2 separate regions of the Hordeum vulgare genome follow, and region 1 is linked to region 2. A link is a contact called in public Hi-C data. All regions are on one chromosome and are shown on one strand. Each heading gives the region's core, a stretch centred on a gene start, on an enhancer-like site or on the middle of the called end of the contact. The rest is flanking DNA. Distances are from core to core; before and after follow the strand shown. Region 1 holds the start of LOC123399577 (structural maintenance of chromosomes protein 6B-like). Region 2 holds the start of LOC123396118 (CBS domain-containing protein CBSX1, chloroplastic-like).

The links. Hi-C and Micro-C count contacts between places; a contact is called where the count stands out from the background.
Region 1: a contact with region 2 is called in a Hi-C map of seedling, with 3 times the contacts expected there. The contact joins the promoter of LOC123399577 here to the promoter of LOC123396118 in region 2. A contact is called at or near these places in 2 of 6 Hi-C or Micro-C datasets (leaf and seedling).

What each region holds. Positions count from the first base shown.
Region 1 is chr5H:352,181,425-352,188,787 of MorexV3_pseudomolecules_assembly, forward strand. It overlaps LOC123399577 (structural maintenance of chromosomes protein 6B-like), which reads left to right and starts at 5,325. Exons shown (of 28, transcript XM_045093980.1): 1 at 5,325-5,475; 2 at 5,555-5,660; 3 at 6,949-7,082. The coding sequence starts at 5,370.
Region 2 is chr5H:351,376,705-351,383,849 of MorexV3_pseudomolecules_assembly, forward strand. LOC123396118 (CBS domain-containing protein CBSX1, chloroplastic-like) reads right to left here and starts at 2,984. Exons shown (of 8, transcript XM_045091164.1): 1 at 2,687-2,984; 2 at 2,065-2,152; 3 at 1,921-1,985; 4 at 1,211-1,259; 5 at 728-786; 6 at 118-233; 7 at 1-30. The coding sequence starts at 2,881.

The DNA of each region.
Region 1 (7,363 bases), core at 4,075-6,574, 810 kb after region 2:
CGGTGGATGTGGTGAAGATAACTACCACCTAATGGTAGGTTGTGTGTATATATATATATATATATATATATATATATATATATATATATATATATATATATGTTGAATGCAGTGGCGGGCACGGGCGGACATTTGATGTGTGTATGACCATTCAAACTGATAAAAAATATTTTTTTTGTCCTTTTAGGTTGACCTATTGAAATCGTCCTTACATCTTTATGGACGCATTCAAACGCGCACCTTCACATATGCATTAAAAACATTACTAGCATCAATAAAGTGATTTGTCTTCTTCTTCTTCTTATGTAGGAAGTCTTATCAACATGACACTATGGAATCACAAAAAATCATGTCTCTCAAGCCTTTAGTCCATGTGGAAGGTTTTTGTTGTTGTGTTCTTCACGTTGAGATCTTCGAATTAGACCCATATTGATAGATTTTAGGATGTTTTTTCAGCAAATATATGCTCTCGTCCCGTACTAATTCGTGCTCTAGATCAATTCTAATATGTGCTCCCAATATAAACTAATAACATAACTAAGACTAACATGTGCTTCCTACCTACAATAACATACGCTCCCATGAGATAGCACAATCATATACCCCCCCAGCTCCTAAATATAAGTTATTTTAAAGAATTTAATATGTACTATATACGCATTAAAATAAAAGAATTTATATCTTAAATATGTCTATACGCATTCGTCTGTAGTTCGTTGAATCTTCAAAATGACTTATATTTAGTAACACCTAAGCAACCTAAATTTTGCTCTTGTGAGGGAGTGAAGATCACGTGTGAAGCACATCCATACTCCATATCAATTTTAAAGTTTGCGATTTGTTTTTCAAATTCACCATGATTTTTGAAATTATTGATTTACTGTTCATATTCCCGATTTTTTGTAGATTGTGAACTCTTGGTTTCAAATTTATGTTTTTAAATGGGACTTTTATTCCCAGGCCCTGGTTCCTTAGTCGTACTAAGTTTTCGTCATTTTCTTAGTTTTTGCTCACTTTTCCTCATGTGATGAAATTTTGCTTTCACATTTCCTCACTTTTGCCCCTGAAAAATGTCTCAAAACTTACCCAAAATGAGCGTGTGGGGAAAACTGAGTACGACCAAGGAACCAGGGGCATGGGGATAAAAATCCCTTTTTAAATTCGTGAACATTTTTAAAACTCACAAAATATTTTTGAATTCTTGTTTTTTTCTTCTAATTCACGAGTTTTTTTCAAACTCACAAATGTTTTTAAAAGTCAAGTTTTTTTTCAAATTCATAAACCTTTTCAATTCATGAATTTTTCCAAATCAATGGTTTTGAGAAATTTAAAATTCATTCTCAATAAAAGGTTAAAAATAAAAATATAGTTGAAATAAAAAATAATCGACGTGTAGAAATCACGAGCGGTCAAAGCTAGCCGTAAGTGCAGAGTTGGTCGAAATCACTAATTGAGGAGTATTCATTTCAAAGATCACTTTCACCTCCTCAGGTTGCGATAAGTGGCACACTGCATGTGTGGTGCTTATCGCAATTTGTTTTTTTCATAGATTCGTTATTTTCAAAACGTTTTATCTTTTAAACCATGCGTGCAAATCTCAAATTGTTTTTACTGTTGCATTTTTCGTGTCGAGATCTTTAAAATTAGATCCATGTTGGTAGGTTTTCGATGATTTTTTTTTTCACAAAAAAAAGACAAAAAAACCATTCCTTTCGCGGAAGGGAAATAAAAACATTTTTTTTGTTTCTGAGAGGTATGATCATGCCTCTCGCTAAGGCAAACCCGTGTCTCTCGTGGAAGCAAAACCGAGGTAAAAACAGAAAACATGTTTTTTTCATTTCAGAGATGCATGACCATGACTCTCACAGAATAAAAAACGTGCCTCTCAAGTTTTCTTCGTTTCCAAGAGGCACGATTGTGCCTCCCGCGGAAGCAAAATCGTGCCTCTCGAGGAAGCAAAAAAGAGAGTATTTTTTCCATTTCTCCTAATCCATGCCTATCGCGAAAGAAAATTCGTATTTTTTAGCAAAAAAAAGAAAACAAGTTTTTTTATCCAAAAGCTTAGAAAAACTGATGGATAACCGAAACACCGAAAACCCCAATTTTTTTACCTAAAAGGCCGAATACGCGTGCAAAAAATAAAAATAAAAAGTCCAAAGAAAACGCTCAAAACGCGACATATGACAACGACTAAGAACGTGCCAAGTGGTAACTAATAGGCGAGCGCTCCTTCAGAGAGCAACTAGCTGCCAAGCGCTCCTTGGAGAGTCTTTCAACGATCACTCCCACGCGTCATCACTTAACGCGTTCTCAGTCGTTGCTACGTGGTGTGTTTTGAGTGTTTCCTTCGTTTTATTTTGTTCGCACACGTTTTCGTTTTTAAGGTATTTCTCTCATGTTTTCCGGTGTTTCGATTTTTCACTACTCTTTCTTAGGTTTTGGACAAAAATAATAATCATCTTTTGAACGAAAAACACGATTTTTCTTTAAAAACACGTTTTTCTTTTGTCGGAGGCGCGTAATTGCTTTTGCAAGAGACATAGATGTGCCCCTCATTAACAAAAAAAATGTTTACTGTTTTTTCCTTTTGCGAGAGGTACTGTTGTGCTTTCATGAGAGGCACATATTTGTTTTGTCGTCAGATACACGTATGTGCCTCCCGGAAATTTCTAGGTTACGACAAATAACACACATGTGCGTCATTTGTCGTAACATAAGAAGGCGAGAGTGATTGTGCAAGGGTACAGCTAGCGGTCAAAGCTAATGGGGCGCGGCCCGTGTAGAGATCGCGCTCTTTCCGCCTGAAGCGTAGGCGCTCCCCTCGACCGCTCCCGCCCAGTCCTCAGTTTTAGCGGGCTTTCTCCTGCCGAGCGAACCACCCACTACACCAGAAGTCCCCCCCTCGAAAAAAAGAAGGAAAACCCTAGAAGCCCGCCCCCCCGAAAAATCCCTAAATCTTCGTCGTCTCAGCTTTCGAATCACCGACGAGGTGGAAGGGAGCGGCGATGGCGTGGACTAACTCCCGCATCGGGCTGGAGAACTTCATGTGCCACTCCAGCCTCCACGTCGAGCTCGGCGAGCACGTCAATTTCATCACCGGGCAGAATGACAGTACGCTTCCACCCAAACCCTAGCTTCCCCCCTCATAAACAAAAAAACACGATTTTTCTTTGAAAAACACGTTTTTCTTTCGTCGGAGTCGTGAACTGAGAGACACAGATGTGCCCCTCATAAAAAAAATGTGTTTACTATTTTTTCTTTTGCGAGAGGCACTGTTGTGCTTCCACGCGAGACACGAATTTGTTTTTGCGCGAGACTCGTCCGCGCCTCCCGAAAACGAAAAACAATGTTTTTCTTTTTTCTCTTTCACGAGAAACACGTTTTTTTTGCTTCCGGGAGAGGTACGGATAACTCATTTCTTTCTTTCACGAGAGACACAATTTTTTCATGATTTTTTTTCATCAAAACCTATCAATATGAAATCTAGTTTTGAAGATCTCGATATAAATAATTCAACGACAAAAATGGTTCGAGATTTAAACACATATTTTTAAAAATAAAACATTTTGAAAATAATGGATCTATGAAAAATAAAATAATCCAGGTTACAACAAATGACACATATGTGCGTCATTTGTCGTAACATGGGAAGGTGAGAGTGATTTTGCAAGGGTACAACTAGCGGTCAAAGCTAATGGATCGCAACCCGTGTAGAGATCGCGCTCTTCCCCGTGAAGCGTAGGCGCTCCCCTCGGAATATTCTATTTGTCGCTTGTTGCGTCAAGCAGTCGCCGCTTCGCACATGCAAGCGGTCGAGCAGTGACGCAACGGGCCAAACCATATAACTGCTCGAGCGTTCCGGTTTTGGAAACCTTCTAGAGGTTCCAACTGATTTTTCTTGGTTTTGGAAAACTTCTAGAAGGATCCCTGAACCAGTTTTTTTCTTTTTTACCTTTCTATTTTAAAAAATGTTATTCAAATTCTAAAAATGTTCTCGCTTTTTAAAAAATTGTTCTGGATTTTAAAAAATGTTCTAGATTTTGTAAAAAGTTTTGACTTTCAAAAAGTGTTCTTGGTTTTCATTTTTTTTGGATTTTAGAAAAATGTTCCGGGATTTGAAAAAATATCTGGAATTTGAAAAAATAATGTTTCGGAATTGAAAAAAAAGTTCCGCAATTTGAAGAATGTTTCGTATTTTCAAAAGTATGTTCCAGAATTTGAAAAAATGTTCTGGGATCTGAAAAAAATGTTCTGGAATTTTAAAAATGTTCCTTAGTTTGAAAAAAATCTTCTGAAATTTTGAAAAAATGTTACGGAATTAGAAAAACGTTCGGGAATTTGAAAAAATGTTCCAATTTTTTTTATAGAAATGTTTCGGATTTTACGCAAAAATATTCCGAAATATGAAAAAATATAATTTTTTTTGAATTTGGATTTTGCTAACTTCATGTATCATGGGGTAAATTTGTATCTAAATGTTTTGGATTTTATCCTTTATTTTCTGTTAGTGGGCCGGCTCAGTCGCGATTTCTCTATACGTCCGCGCGCTGCTGACGCAAAGAGCATTTAATAGGGAATCGTTTCCCACCCGCGCGCCGGCCGAACAGACGCGCCGGTCGTTCCCTGACGCGCGCGGGCCCTTGCAACATTTTTTCATCCGCGCGCTTCTCCGGTTAATGAATGCAACATTTTTCGTCTAAATATGTTGCAACCTGCGTCATTTTTGCTGCAAGCGTTTTTTTACTATATTTTGTCTCAGTAAAAAAGCTGCATATACGTTTGGTTGCAACTCTAGTTCGTCGGATTTTTTGCTACAACCGTGTTAATTTTTGCTATAAGCGGCATCATGTTTTGCTGCAACCGTTTACTAAAAAGTTGCATACACGTCACGTAAATTTTTGTTACAACCGGCGTTTGACTTTTGCTACCACATACCATCAGCTTCATTTTTTTGCTACGATCACGTAGATATTTTTTTTGCTACAAATTTTATTTTTTGTTGCAACCGTTGAAAAAATTACTGCATGGCATCGAAATTTTGCTGCATAGGAAGAAAAATATTGCATGCGAATCCAACGATGCGGACGAGCGGGATTGATGGATCCTGCAGCCCGCGCCGGCCCACCGAAAATCTGGGCCGGCGCGCCGGGGCAGATCAACCCCCGTCCAATAGGACCTCCCGCTCCCCTCGCCCCCTCCCGCCAGTCCTCAGTTTTAGCGGGCTTTCTCCCGCCAGCGAACCGCCCACCACACCAGAAGTCCCCCCCCCCAAAAAAAAGAAACCCCCCCCCACTAGAAGGCCCCCCCCCCCCCCCCCCCCCCCCCGCGCCCCAGCTTCCGAATCGCCGGCGAGGTGGAAGGGAGCGGCGATGGCGGGGACTATCTCCCGCATCCGGCTGGAGAACTTCATGTGCCACTCCAGCCTGCACATCGATCTCGGCGAGCACGTCAATTTCATCACCGGGCAGAACGGCAGTACGCTTCCACCCAAACCCTAGTTCCCCCCCTTTTCTCTCCCTCACCGACGCGCCTTTTCTTGGTCGTGCTGGCGCAGGCGGAAAGAGCGCGATCTTGACGGCTCTGTGCATCGCCTTCGGCTGCCGCGCCAAGAACACGCAGCGGGCCGCCAGCATTAAAGATTTCATCAAGACTGGCTGCAGGTTGCGTCCGCATTCTGCACCCTCCAGTATCTTTTGTTTTGTCTTCTAAATCACTAATAATAGCTGAGTCACTACGGAAAAAATAGATTTTGTCGCGAGATAGTTGTTGGTTGGGAATAGCTGCTGTATGGTGCAGATTGGTATGATGATTGCTGCATTTCTGTAGATGGGTTTCCGGATACGGTTTTTGCACACCATTTAGGAACATTGAGGGTTAGACAATCTCTTTGGTTGGGCATGATCCCTGTCGGTCCTAACAAGTTGGTGAGGTGTTGGGACCGGATTAAAGCAAAAGTAGTGTTATGCTGCTAGCACTTGGGTCAATTTTTATTATATGAAAATATTTATTGAACATTTGAACAGCATGCGTTGCACTTAAATTGTCACTAATATTCTTCAAAGCTGTATAACCTGAAAATATGCCATAGTCATTTTTAGGCAATGTTGCAGCTGTATGGTTCAGAGCAAAGAAGAGAGATCACATGGTTTGTCAAAAAACTTAAAACACCGGTCTGGTTTTATTGCATTAATTGATGTATTTTTGTCGCACATCACACTGTTGATATTAATATTAAAAGAGTTTGCACTTTGCACCAGGCAGGTTGCCACTTCTTTCACTTTGCAGCAGGTCACACGGAAGTTTTAACTGTTGCCAGATATAGCACAATAATATTAGGTTGGTAGGTCCCATACAAGCACTTGTTTGAAAAGATCCATAAAAAATCATACATGTTATCGTATGAATACTCCTATATGCCTATAGTTTTACTCAGAAAGACATCATTTCGGTTGAAAAATTCCATACATGTTCGGGTAATCCAGACATCCATCATTCTTTTTTCATGGGTCATATAGTGTTTTTCTAACAACAATCTGTATGCATGTATTTTGTTCTATAATAAACATATAGCATAGTAACTTAGTTTAGCTTGAAGATTCTTCTGTAAAAATTCAACAGAGGCTGCCTATTAAAAGCATACAGTCTCTGGGGTTAGATCTTTGCAAATTGGTGAAATAGCGTCTGAACCTGCTGGTTCACCAAAGGACTGCCCTTGGCCTAATAAAATAATGTTAATCATTCCAAATGGTCAACCACCAGTTGAGCGACTGAACATTAAATCAGAAGGTTGGCTGGGTGAATGACCGGCCCTGCTTTAGTAGCTATGGTCTTACGTATGATTGTGGAATTGATGACTGCATCGATCATGATAGCATTTATCCTCTGACTGTTCTATCTCTCTTTCGTGTTCGATTTAGTATAGTTTATTTTGTTAAATTTAAATCGCAGTTATGCAGCGATTGCTGTCGACATCAACAACCAAGGGGAAGACTCGTTCAAGCCTGATGTATATGGAAACTTAATTAAATTGGAACGCAGGATTACTGAGTCATCGAGTTCTACGATTTTGAAGGATCAACATGGTACTCATACTTGATCCATCTTCCTCCCAGTTGTTGGTTGTGCCCGTCTATTATAAACATTTCATGTGTAAAGTTGTTTAGATTCTGTTTTAGCTGTCAAATTTAGTACTTTAGGTTTCAGTTCTCACTTTGCTAACCTCTACTCTGTATTATTTTAATGGCAATCCTATTTTTTCTGTGACCTTACCAGAGTTCTCAGTTTTTAGTAGTATTTTTCTATTCAAAGATGACACATTCTGAACTTGTGATTGTTGCATTTCTCCATTCATTATCCATTCTTG
Region 2 (7,145 bases), core at 1,734-4,233:
AATCTGTGGTATTTGGTTTCAAGCAGCAACCTGTTGAATAATAAAAAAACACCACTCTCAGTAATAATAAGTCGGTAGATTTAGCCCTGGGGATTCACAAGGATTGGTTGAAAATACCTTGCAGCAGCGTCGAGGTTAGTAGTTTCACGCACCACAAGAGGCGAGGGAGTCATAACATCACCGATAACTTTGCCACTGGTTTTGCTCAAGAGTCTCTGGATCTCGCGAAATGTCTGCAAACAAGTGATTATGAAGGAGTCTGTAAGTTACTGAACCAGGAACATTGAGTGGGAGCACACAATTAAAAATTAACTGGATGCTTTGAATGTTACATACTATGTAAGTTCATTATATTAAGGGACCTAATCTAGTGATGTCCCACATTCTTGAGTAGGAAAAGAACAGTAACAATTTGCTCTACAACACACGCTTAATTACACCAACAGTTCCACGGGGTACAGTATAATATACTATTCAGTCAACAATATTATATAGTTATTACAGAACATAATTTAATCCATTAAATGTGAAGGTGCTGAAACATTTGCTAGATCACTGTTTCTCAACACAGAAAGATAATAAATTCCAATCACAGAAAATTCCTGCCTTGCAAACAAGAACGTTCCATCCCAACACATAGAAGTTATACAACTCAACATATGAAAAGAAATGCATACTTATGAAATATAAAACATAAAATCATCAACCAAGGTTTTACAGAATATACCTTCCAAGTGCTATCTACTTCAGGGAACATGCTTGAATTTGTATCGGCCAGTCCACATCCTGAAGCATAAGAATGTATTCAAATATTGACAAAACTACTCGTTAAGATTCATTGTGTTGTAGACATAATCTCAGTACATTTGAGAGTACTACGAAAGCACTAAAATCTGGGAATGAATGGCCCCAAGTTTATCCGTGAATCTTAAATCAGCAAAAGACAATTTATGACCATGGCTGTTAGCATCGTTGCGTTGTAGATATTATATCCCATTTTTTTTTTTTAAATCCTTCAATCCAGGATTGGAAGATCAGAAGACAGTGGCCATTCTTTTAAACTGCTTCAAATTAAGATCCTGGGAACCTTTTGGGATGATATGCAACGGTAGCGCATATGTGAATTGATTTTTACAGCTCAGAAAATATGTATTAATTTGACCGTATGATTTCTTTGCAAGGAAGTGACTAAAAGTTCAAGATGGAATACCTGCCATTGAGTCCAAAGCTAATAGATCATAATCTGAGACAACGCCAACCTGCAGGTGGAAATAAAGCCGTGTTGTGGCTGAGTATTTCATTACAGAAAAACTGGGGTGCAACCAAAACCAACAGAAGAGGTCAAGAAGAAAGCATGTGAAAGTCAGTCAGTTCATCATTGCAATATAATGCTTCCTAAGACATAACATGATAGGGAACAACAAAAGGGCTCTTTCCTTTTTCCTTGGGAAGAACCCTTCTTTAAGCCTCTCTAAAATTCAATAATCTAAAACCGTAGGAAGAGGATTGACTTGTCATGGAATATTAAAACCCACATGGATTGCTTAGAAGTTATTCTGATGCTGCACATCAGGAATTTTTAGATTGGATGTTACTTACTTAGAGAGAATCGGAGAAGGAGAGAGAACGAGCGAAGATGCATCCAGATTGTCAAAAGGAAATTTCCATGATCAGGTTAGAGCTCATATTTAACTTCCTCCAATATTTGTAGGAAACCCCTTTTCTATGAAATTCTTCCGATGCAATAATTTGGTCCAAATGCATGGATAGGAATTTTTAGTTGGGATTGCAACACTGTATTTGCCGCCCAAAACCCTTTGTTCCGAAAAAGGACTGGTATATTCTGAGCTTAGCTATGTCATAGAAAACATGGACTGGGAAACAAGAAGAGCGGGTTAACTAAATTTAAATGGAACTAACCAACTTCCAGTCGTCATCGATAACAGGGAAACCAGAGATCCTGTTCTGCACCAGCATCTCGAGCGCTGCATGCAAACCAAAGAACTAGTTAGCAATTTGGAAGCTGGTCAGTGAGCAGAAGAGACAACTAAGAATGGGCCACACCTTCATCAACCGGGGTTGACGGCTTGACGACATGGAGATCCTCCTTTTTCGTCATGAAGTCTCCAACAGTGTACACTCCGTTGTTATTCTGAGTAAGTAAGCAGGATGTAACACAAGCAAACTACTTATTTGAGGCTGAACATTGAACACTCGGCAGTAAGAAAACATTTCGTTGAGTATTTGGGGAGAGGGATATATGTGCGAGAATGAAACGAGCTGGGTAATGGAATTTGAGCTATCAGCCAAGTTCCAGTGGTGGTGGAGCGGGTACAAGATCTGCCTCTTGGCTTATGTGGAGATATCGATTCCTCCAACACAAACACAACAATTTGCTTCTCGGGAAAACCCCAAGCATAGCGGATGATGCATCATTTCGTTTCTTTCTGAAATGGCTCATTCCCTTATATTAGTCAGAAAGCAATCTCAGCTGCTTTGTTATTGTTGCTACAAAAGCAGGCTGAGTGCCTACCAATTAAAGGGAGCACGAAAGCAAGCGAACTACTAGTTGCTTAATCCGTGCACTACCACTACACGTAGGCAAGAAAAGCAAGCGACGCAAAATTTGCGCTGAAAGTAATTGGCTAGCTGCAGAGGAGAAAAGGCGTGCGGGCGCGGCACTCACCGGGACGAGGCCGTTTCCAGAGGCCGGCGCTGGCATGGCCGGCGCGGCGTACGCGCGGACGGACGCCCAGCGGCACCTGTTGGGCGCGGCGCCCCGCCGTGCCCGCGCGGGCCGAGAAGGGGCGAGGAGGAGGAGGCGGCCGTTGGCGAGGGGCGAGTCGGCGGAGAGGAGCAGCGTGGACGCGGCGGCCTCCATGGCGAGCGCAGGGGCAATCGGAGGGGATGGGAATGGGAGGGATGGAGCGGGAGGGAGAGGCCGGGATGATATGATGGCAGGAGAGAGAGAGAGAGGGGGGGGAGGGAGACCGCCGATGGATGGGAGAAGGGGTGGATGTGCTTGGATTTTTATAGCGGGTCGGCGGGCGAGGGAAGGGAGGCGTGTTGGTTTTACTTTTGGTCCCTCCGGTGGGCGGGGGTGGGGAATGGTGGATGGACGGAGACGGGAGTGAGGGGGACGGTCGCGGCGGGCGTGGTTCTGCTCGCTTCTTTCTGGCGTGGGAGATTCACCGGTGATGCACGTGATCGTTTACTTGTTTCCCGTTCGTTTCTGCATCGCCTTTCTGGCTGGCCGTCTTCTCGCGGGCGTGACGCCCATCGATGCACGGGCGGACTACGATCCGGCGATGTGAATTGGGAAACGCTTGCGGCCGGCCGAACCGTTCCGCCCGTCACGCGCGACCGGCTCGTGTAGCTGATTAGGATTGCAGCATTTTTTTCGTCTAAATTTGCTGCAACTAGCGTTTAAATTTGTTATAAGCGTTTTTATGTTCGTTTGTCCATAAAAAAGCTGCATATATGTTTGGTTGCAAATTTAGTTTGTCGGTTTTTTTGCTACCATCGGTGTTTTTGATTTTTGCTACAACCGTGTTAATATTTGCTACAGCAGGTATCTTTTTTGCTGCAATCGTTTATTAAAAAAAGTTGCATACATGTTTGTCAGATTTAAAACCCGAGTTCACCGGATTATTTTTGTTGCAACTCATATTTTGTTTTGCTACTACGTATCATTAGCGTCTTTTTTGCTACGATTACATTGACATTTTTTGCTATAACCATAGTTTTTTGCTACGATCTGACGGTGCACCCTACATACGGCCGGCAGATTGGGCAGCCCGCATGCAACCGATCAAAAATTTTGACCGACGCGCCGGCGCGGAGGAATTCCGAGGCAGGTCTGGGAGTGAAACACAAATAGGCTGGAATCTATGCCAACCGGCTGAGACGATGTACGGTCCGAATTCAATGAAGGGGAGACGATGGAATTCTAAAACATGTGAACACCGTTTTTCTTCTTCTTCGACAGAAGAATCACATAGTTTTATTCCACGACAACAAAGTTATAATCCATTAATTAACCTTTTTTTCATGATAATATTTATCTCATCTATTTACATCATAAGAATCATAGTACAAACAAACCGATATGTGGTTGGATGATTAGAAGACGGTGGTATCTCCATGTCACAAGGGTTCAAATCATATATTTGACATTAATGCACGCACGATCTTAGATTTAGTTAGGGATGACTGTATATGAGTGTGTGTCAAACAATTTATCTATATAGGACGACCGTTTGGGACACCTAGGTGCCTGGGCACCTTGGCTACAAACCGTCAGATTAAGTTGAGATGTGTGCATTTATATTAGTAATAGAATGTTTCATTAGGAGAAAATGAGTACTAACTATTGCATGATTTGGACATTTAATACCCACATTAGAATAGAAAGCAAAAATGGACATTAATGCTTACATGCATGGTCCATGCATTTTTCTACATAGAATAATACCTTAGGTGTGACACTTATTTTGAGAGAAATGTATCGTACATGACACCATATTCACGTTATACTTTTGAAGAAAATAATCTGTGCATACAATATCTTAGGTATATATATACCCTCCGAAAAAGACTATATCATTATTAGGTATGTCCTCATTAAAAATATATTATTTTTGGATATGTCTTCAAGGAATATACAGGTACTAAGAAATGAGTTTATACGCATAATATATTAGGTATATGTACATACCTCATATATTAGGTATATGTAAATTATATACAATTTTTGGGTATGTCTCCACTATAATTCACATGTATCTCTCAAAGGAATATGCGTGTATAAAAAATAGTGTATCATTTTTTGAGTATATCGTCCAAAGTATATCAGTTTTATTTCAATCTACAAATATGCGTATATTGAAACATGATATGCGGGTATGATATCTTATTTCCGCGTACGTAAGAAAAAAATGTGTGTGTACTCACATCCAATGTCGGTTCCTATAACTAAAAATAAATAAGTATGGGTATATGTACGCACGAAAAAATTTATGTATGGGTATCAACATGCATCAGATTTTCCTAAAAGTAATATAATAATTAAGATCATATTTTATATTATTTGATCACCTTAAATTTTACAGAAATATTAGGTGTTCAAATGTGTGACCCGGCGCTATTTAAAAAAAACTTAATACTCAGGAAAGTAAAACTATGGAAAAAAAAAGTCATAAGAACGTCCTAATTATACATCCAAACCTTTTGAACGACATTTCATATTATTTCATCGTATCTGATATCTTAGAAATTAGAATACCTTCTTTCTTCGGAAATAAATCATTAATAGGAAATTAAAAATATATTTGTTCTTTGGAAAGTAATCAATGACTATTGATGATGGTAGTGCATGCAAACAAAATTTGGAAGGTCATTTTGTCAGGATTACACATCATGCACTACGATTATGAGTTGTCATATAATGGGCCTAGGTGCCCCAGACAATTTACTATGTGTGTCAAACAATTTACCTATATATATAAACGCCACATAAACGCCGATCTAACCAGACTTGAAAGAAAGTACACTTTTGCTCTTCAAGGGAGCAGTTCTACTTTTGCTTCCTCCGATGTACGGGGATGGGGTGGTGTGTGGTGGATGGACGGAGCAGGAGTGATATAGACGGTCGCGGCAAGGTTGGTTCTCGTCGGTTATTTCTCGCGTGGCAGATTCACCGTCACTGCAGCGAATAAGTAAATTTGCCGGAACCGGTATCTATCGATGGATTGGATAATCCATCATTCATTAAATTCATCAAGATTGGTTCAGTTGGTGTAGTATAAACAAGAGAATTCTTTTCAACAACAATACTCGGGAATACATCCTGATCATGTCAGCTTTTTGCCAAAGAAGAGAGAGGGAGAGTACGTCTTGACCATGAGTGGAGAGTGGTCGGCGCATGCATATTGTTTCTCCCCACATAATGACATGCATTTTATTTCATCCTCATATATTTTGAATGCTTGATATTTTTTGAACCGAAAGTTTATTTGTGAATCTTTTTATATATTTGACATTGTGGTGACAAGGCCTTCAAAATAAGATCAATCTGGGATATATTTTAACTAGTTTTTAATTTACATATTTCAATTATCTTTTAAATCACTGCCATAAAACATAAGGATGTTTCGGTATTTCAGGAACAATATTTAGATTGACTCACTAATTTAAAAAAACTAATTCTAGTCATTGAAAAACTAGTTTCATTTATTTTGAAACACTAGTTTCACTTGTTTTAAACCATATATTTCACTCTTTTTGAAAAACAATTTCACTATTTGCGAAAAAATAATTTCACTCATTTTTAAACATTGTTTCACTTATTCACTCGTCTTAAAAAACAATTTCATTTAAAACATATATTTTGCTCGTTTCAAGAACAAATGATGGGGAGCATCCTTCGAGTATCACCATTAGAAGAATCCATTTGGCAAGTAACACGTGCAATATCTACTTCACATACTTAAAGGTAAATCATCTCCTGCACACGTGTTTACTTGACCCCTTCGAGTATGGTATACTACATAACACTCCTCTCGTATGCATACTGATGGGGTTATAGTCTTAGGGTATGGTCATAGGCCTGCCCTAAAGGTCCAACCCAAGGATTACCCCTCACAAGGGACAAGGCCCTTAGTCAGTTCCGACTGAACTGAGGAGTTCCATTCATCCAGTCTGTAACAGATCCTCGACCGTCCAGTCGGAGATTAGCATTCGGAGTTTATCAAACTAACCGACTGGATTCCACTCTGCGCATCGTAACCCCCTGGAGGGAAACGGTCATACGTTTCCATATGCCTTAATTAGCATTTAGGACGTACGTTACCTGTAACGTAGACATTTATTCGCCACTACTCCACCCCTGTGCACCGAACCATTGTGGAGGGCAGCGCACTCTATATAAGCCACCCTCCCCCTCTGGTGCAGGGGTTAGCATTTCACTGTATTCGATATTCCACTCGACAACAAGCTCCCTGAGCACTGAGACGTAAGGCTATTACCTCCACCGTAGAGGGGCCTGAACTCATACAACCTCGTCGTAGCTAAGGCTCTGCCCATTCCTTTCGTACCCTACTCATCTACTGTCAGGCTTATACCCACGACAGTTGGCGCCCACCGTG